Regions from separate parts of the Anser cygnoides genome. Here region 2 is linked to region 1. Evidence: chromatin contacts called from public Hi-C data. All regions are on one chromosome and are shown on one strand. Each heading gives the region's core, a stretch centred on a gene start, on an enhancer-like site or on the middle of the called end of the contact. The rest is flanking DNA. Distances are from core to core; before and after follow the strand shown. Region 1 overlaps RAP1A (RAP1A, member of RAS oncogene family). Region 2 holds the start of DDX20 (DEAD-box helicase 20).

Region 1 (2,700 bases), core at 14-2,513:
AAAAGAAATCATGTCTGCTGCTTTAGACTCCCATCGTGCAGCAGCTCTGAGCCAGGTAAGAGGTGTCTGAACTACACCTGCAGCCCAGGTAATCTGACCCTGAGCTGCTCCAAAACATGTAATTCCTTCCCTGTCTGCTGCATTTGTTGGACTTTGAAAACCAGTTCCACTGACTGACTTGGCAGAGAAATACCTGCCTTGCTCCCTTTCTCCTTTTGCTTGGGTTGATGAATGCACCAGTTAGAGCAGGAACTGATGGAGATGGGTGAGGTGTTGCCTTCTCGCTCGTGTAGGTTCTCCCTCTGTCATGTGACACCATAGTTGGAGCCATCCTGGGTCAGTTTTGCTTCCTTTTTATCCTCTACTGAAGTTCAGTGGCGTTCGGGTAACTGGCAGTGTTGTCGCAGCTGCTGTCTCAGCCCTAGCTGATACAAGGACAATTGCAAGTTGGTTTGGGTGGGACATGGATTTCAACGGCAGAAAAATGAAAAGCTGACCGCCAGGGGGGAAAAAACAACAAAAAACAAGGTTGGACATATGCTATAAATAATCTTCCTGTGTATCTTGGCAGGGCACTCTGTGTGCTTACAGCTGTTCTGTCGCACTCCTGGAAGCAAGCAGCATTTCTGTAGCTTCAGATTTTGGACAGGAATACCACCAGGCCATGCCTCTGAACCGTCAGCATCTCAGCACACATGTGTGCTGCGTGGCGGTGCCGAGACAGAGGTGTGCAGGGGAAGTAGCCCTGCTCAGCGCTGGGAAGCAGGAAGTGGTCAGAAAGCAAACAAATCATCTCAGGTGGTGTTGGCTGTGCAAAGAGCATTTGGCTGGAAACGCAGCGGGGCAGATTTGCAGCCCGGGCCAGCCCTGCAGGCTGGGTCAGGACGGGTTAATTCACGGCGCGTCGGCCGTCGATGTCCCACAGGTGCCCAGGCTGCCAGCCTCCGGTCATTGCTGTGACCCACCAAAAGCTGTTCTCTTAGGTATGGCAGCTGGCGAAGCAGCCCAAGTGCCCTTATCCTGCAGCGTTTAAAACAAACTTCTGGTTAGGTAGGAAGAATTTCAAGGATGAATTCCTGGAATTGGTGGTTAACTGCCTTTCTGCCAGACCTGGAGGGCACGCTGTGGGCGGATGTTTCTTTAGCCTAGCTGTGATTGAGCAGGACAAGTGGAGCTATGCAGTTAACCTGGCTGCTGATGATTTGTGCTTTATTTATTGATTGAGTCTCTTATCCTGAGCTCTGAATGTCGTAAAATAATAGCTTAGTCCTGTGGGGAAACAATGGTTTAAGGAAAAGAAACTGAAGAGTATATCTCAAGTGGCTTTTCCTGTTCCTCAGGCGATATATCTGGATTTAGCTAGTGTGGCGTCAGCCAGGATGGCTTCTCGGAGCCAGGCACCCCCAGCCCTGGGGATGCACTGTCTGCCAGGCTGGCTGTGCTGAGCTGAGCTGAGCTATGTTGAGCTGAGCTGAGCTGTGCTGCGGCGCCTGCTTGGCCTCGGTGCGGTGCCGAAGGGCTCGGCAGCTGCCAGTGGCTCACCCAGTGTCCTTGTGTTCAGTCAGTTGCTGATGGGGCTCCTGTAACACTGGCTGCTTCTACCTGTGCCTCCAGAGCTGCTCCAGATGATTGAAATACTCTGCAATGCCTCCCCTGGTGTTTGTAAATCTCTTCCTAACCGATTGCCTCCTTGTTACGGCTGGAACAGGGCTCAGGGCGGTCTCCAACTCGTTATACTTGGGCAGCATCTCAGAGAGATAAAAGATGAAATTGCCCTCCCATAAATTGTTCTGCCGTTGCTGAATTCATCACCCACTAGAGCCGGACGCAGCCTGGAGCAGAGGCTACCTGCCTCGTAAGGCACTGTTGTTAGGACAGCGGGATGGGGAGGCAGCTCTCTGTCACTGCTGCTGTGTTCGTGACAAAACAAGAACTTGTTTCTGAAACGGTTCTGTTTTCCAAAGGCTTTTCTCTCTCTGTATCTCAGAGTTCAAAGGACAGTAGGAGCAAACCACAACAGCGAAGGAAGAGTTGGACTTGATGATCCTTACGGGTCCCTTCCAACTCGGGATATTCTATGATTCGATGATAACCTCTTCCTGCTGAAATCTGCGTGTTTCTACAGACGTGTAGAGGCAGTTGTCTGGGGAAGCTCTCAGGCCTTTGTCTGAGGTTGTTCGTCAGTAGGATGAGAAACGTTCACACCATCACCTTGTTTTTTTTACTTTTTCTAGATTGCAGGAATGAAGAACTGTTGCCTAAATGGAAAGTGCCAGCATTCCCGACATCAAAACCTTATGGAAATTAGCAACATATCTGAAGACGCTTCTCCTGTTTTTATATACCATGAGAAGAATTTAGATCTTAAAATGGTTTGCACACAGTCCCTGGAAAAACAAATTGCTCTGTGTATATCTCTTGGAAATTTAAGACAATAGTATTTCTCCTTTGCAATAGCAGTTAACAGATGTGAAAATAAATATAATTGACTCTAGTGTATGATTATACAAAGGAGCATGGATGCATTTCAAATGTTAGATATTGCTACTATAATTAAAATTTCATATTGACCCTTTTACCATAATTTCTCCCCATCAAGCACTAAAATGTTCCACCATTATATATTATATCTATAACTATAGATATATATTACCTAAAATTTCCCTTTGAACTCACAGCAACAAATAACTTTTTGAGTCA
Region 2 (2,700 bases), core at 101-2,600, 38 kb after region 1:
ATTTCTAAGTGCAAGCTTTTGTGCGGTTCCTAAAACAAATGGCCCAGGAAGGTATGAAAGGCTGTTTAGCTTTGAAGGTTTGTCTGTCTCCATATAAAGGATTGCTGTCTCATAAACATCATCATTAACTGCTTCTATGTAGATAAATGCATCTATTGAGATTCACAGTGGGGAGTCACAGCCTCACTTATTGCTGTAAACAGGAAATAATTGCTAATGTTGGTAGAAAAAATGCCAGGAAATTAGCTGAAAAGATGTGTTGTGTCGATTACCCCCCAAAGCACAGCCTGTGCCTTGACTCAACGCGCTGGCCCTGGCCCTGTGGCAGACATGGGCAGGCATGGATGGTCTGTCCCCTGCCCTCGTCTTGTTCGGAGGGGTGGCCTGCACCTCCTGATCGCCTGCGGATGGTCTTCGTTTCTGCCTGCGTTACCTCGTTCCTAATTAGGTCAGAGCTACCAGGTTTAAGACAAGCTGTCGGACGGGCGATCCTGGCAGCTCCCTGTGCTATGCGGACCAGCGGTGTGCCAGCTGGCGAGGACTGTGGGTTTTACTGAACCCAGGCAATTCCAGGCCCCACAGAGGGCAGCTGAGGAGGGACAGGAGGAAGGAGCAGAGGCCTGAGGACACAGGAGCGTGTGGATTCTGAAGTCTTAGAGAGGAAGGGAGGTATCTGTTCTGAGGGCAAGCAGTGGCACTAGGCAAGGCAACGGCAGACAGCGGCCTCAGAAGAGCAGGATTAATTAATTTTCCAGGGAGGTGGTGGCATCACCGTCCCAGGGGTGTTTAAGGAGAGTTTGGAGTTGGTGCTTAGGGACACGGTTTAGTGGGTGACATTGGTAGTATGGTGATGATTGGCCTAGATGATCTTGGAGGTTTCTTCCAAACTTGATGAATCTATGATTCTCATACATGCTGTGTAGATAAAACTTCGGTGAGTAGCAGTATTCCCCGCCAGAGTGTGAAATCAGATCAGAGGCAGGGCAGGAGGACCGTTTCCACTGACTGCAGGAAACCAGAAAGTCATCAGTAGTTTACTGAAAACCCTTAGTAATTTGTAACTGAACGCAAACTATCCCACGCCCAACTTCTGGGATCCACCAGCTGGCAATAACGGGCACCGTCAGCTTCCACACTTCGAAGATGCGAGTTCCACCGGCTGTTTTTTTACGAGGTTAACAGAATTTCGTCAAGGTAACGCACACAAACGACGGGGCAAGCCGGAACCCAGCCCACGCGGCCCCTGAGGGCCGGGCTGGGCGCGGGCGGCGCCGTCAGCCCCCGGGCGCCCCCTGGCGGCGCGGCCCCGCCCCGGCGGCCATGGGCCGGGGGCGCCTCTCGCGAGAGGCCGCGCGCGCGCCCGCTGCCCGCTCCCAAGATGGCGGCGCCCGCGGAGGCGGCGGGCGGCCGGGAGCGGTTCCGCACGCGGGACGTGGCGGTGCCCGGGGGCCCGTCCGACTTCGGGTCGCTGCTGCTGTCGGCGCCGGTGCTGGCGGGGCTGGAGGCGGCTGGGTTCCACAGGCCTTCCCCGGTGCAGCTGAAGGCCATTCCGCTGGGGCGCTGCGGGCTGGGTGAGCGGCGGGCTGGGCGCGGGGCGCAGGGGAGGCCGCGGGGCGGGGAGCGGGGCTGGAGGCCGCCGCCTGCCCCCCTGACTCCTGTGGCGGCTCCTTGCAGATCTCATCGTGCAGGCCAAGTCCGGCACGGGCAAAACCTGCGTCTTCTCCACCATCGCCCTGGACGCGCTGATGCTGGAGAGCCCGGCCACGCAGGTGAGCGCCGGGCCCCGTTGTGAGGTGGTTTGCCTTGGGCTGTGGGAGGGAATAGAAAGCTTTAAGCTTCTGAACTATCTTGTGGCATTTGGATGTAATTCTCTGTCACTTACAGGCCCTTATTTTGGCTCCTACACGAGAGATTGCTGTGCAGATCCATGCGGTAATCACAACTATTGGAATAAAACTGGAAGGTTTGGAATGCCATGTCTTCATTGGAGGGACGCCTTTGAACCAGGACAAAGTCAGACTAAAGAAATGCCATATAGCAGTTGGCTCGCCAGGTGAGGATGTGCTACGTTGTACTTCATTGGATACTGCGTAGTATTTCACAGCACAAAAAAACGTTATGTTTGAAGTCTGGTTTCCTTTTGTTAATAATAGAGGAGAGTCCCAAAGGGCAGTGACAAAAATGTTTAGATCAAGATAGTATTTTTAGCAAAAGATTATAATAAATATGGCTTTTTTGCAGGCTTATTAAAGTGAATTTTAAAAACTAAGTACTGTGAAACTTACCTTTAGAACCTTTGAGTTAATATTTGTGAAGCTCAGTTTACTTTTTTCTTCATACATAGGTCGAATAAAACAGCTCATAGAGTTGGACTACTTGAATACAGCTAGTATCCGTCTCTTCATTCTTGATGAAGCAGACAAGCTTCTAGAAGAAGGCAGCTTTCAGGAGCAAATCAAGTAAGAAAACCATATACCTTATGCATTTATCTGCAGATTAGATGCATGTTTTTTAGTCATTCCCATTTTTTTCTCTCATAGTTGGATTTACTCTTCACTGCCAGACAATAAACAGATGCTTGCTGTTTCAGCTACTTATCCTGAATCATTAGCTAATGCTTTGACCAGGTATATGAGAGAACCAACGTTTGTGAGGTTGAATCCTACTGATCCAAGTCTCATTGGTGAGCCATTTTTATTG

Evidence for each region. Hi-C and Micro-C count contacts between places; a contact is called where the count stands out from the background.
Region 2: a Hi-C map of liver shows a contact between it and region 1, with 2.5 times the contacts expected there. The contact joins the promoter of DDX20 here to the enhancer-like site in region 1. A contact is called at or near these places in 5 of 7 Hi-C or Micro-C datasets (fetal liver, granulosa cells and liver).

Annotation. Positions count from the first base shown.
Region 1 is chr25:5,883,353-5,886,052 of Taihu_goose_T2T_genome, forward strand. RAP1A (RAP1A, member of RAS oncogene family) reads left to right here. Exons shown (of 9, transcript XM_048070881.2): 8 at 1-55; 9 at 2,235-2,700. The coding sequence ends at 26. Among named protein-coding and RNA genes, the nearest start is that of INKA2, 28 kb to the right of the region's middle. Within about 2 kb of position 1,264, at least 2 of the 3 cell types and tissues checked have open chromatin away from gene starts, as enhancers often do. A contact at or near this core is called in fetal liver and liver, where this site is marked.
Region 2 is chr25:5,921,578-5,924,277 of Taihu_goose_T2T_genome, forward strand. DDX20 (DEAD-box helicase 20) reads left to right here and starts at 1,351. Exons shown (of 11, transcript XM_048070874.2): 1 at 1,351-1,571; 2 at 1,675-1,769; 3 at 1,885-2,053; 4 at 2,345-2,459; 5 at 2,541-2,683. The coding sequence starts at 1,379.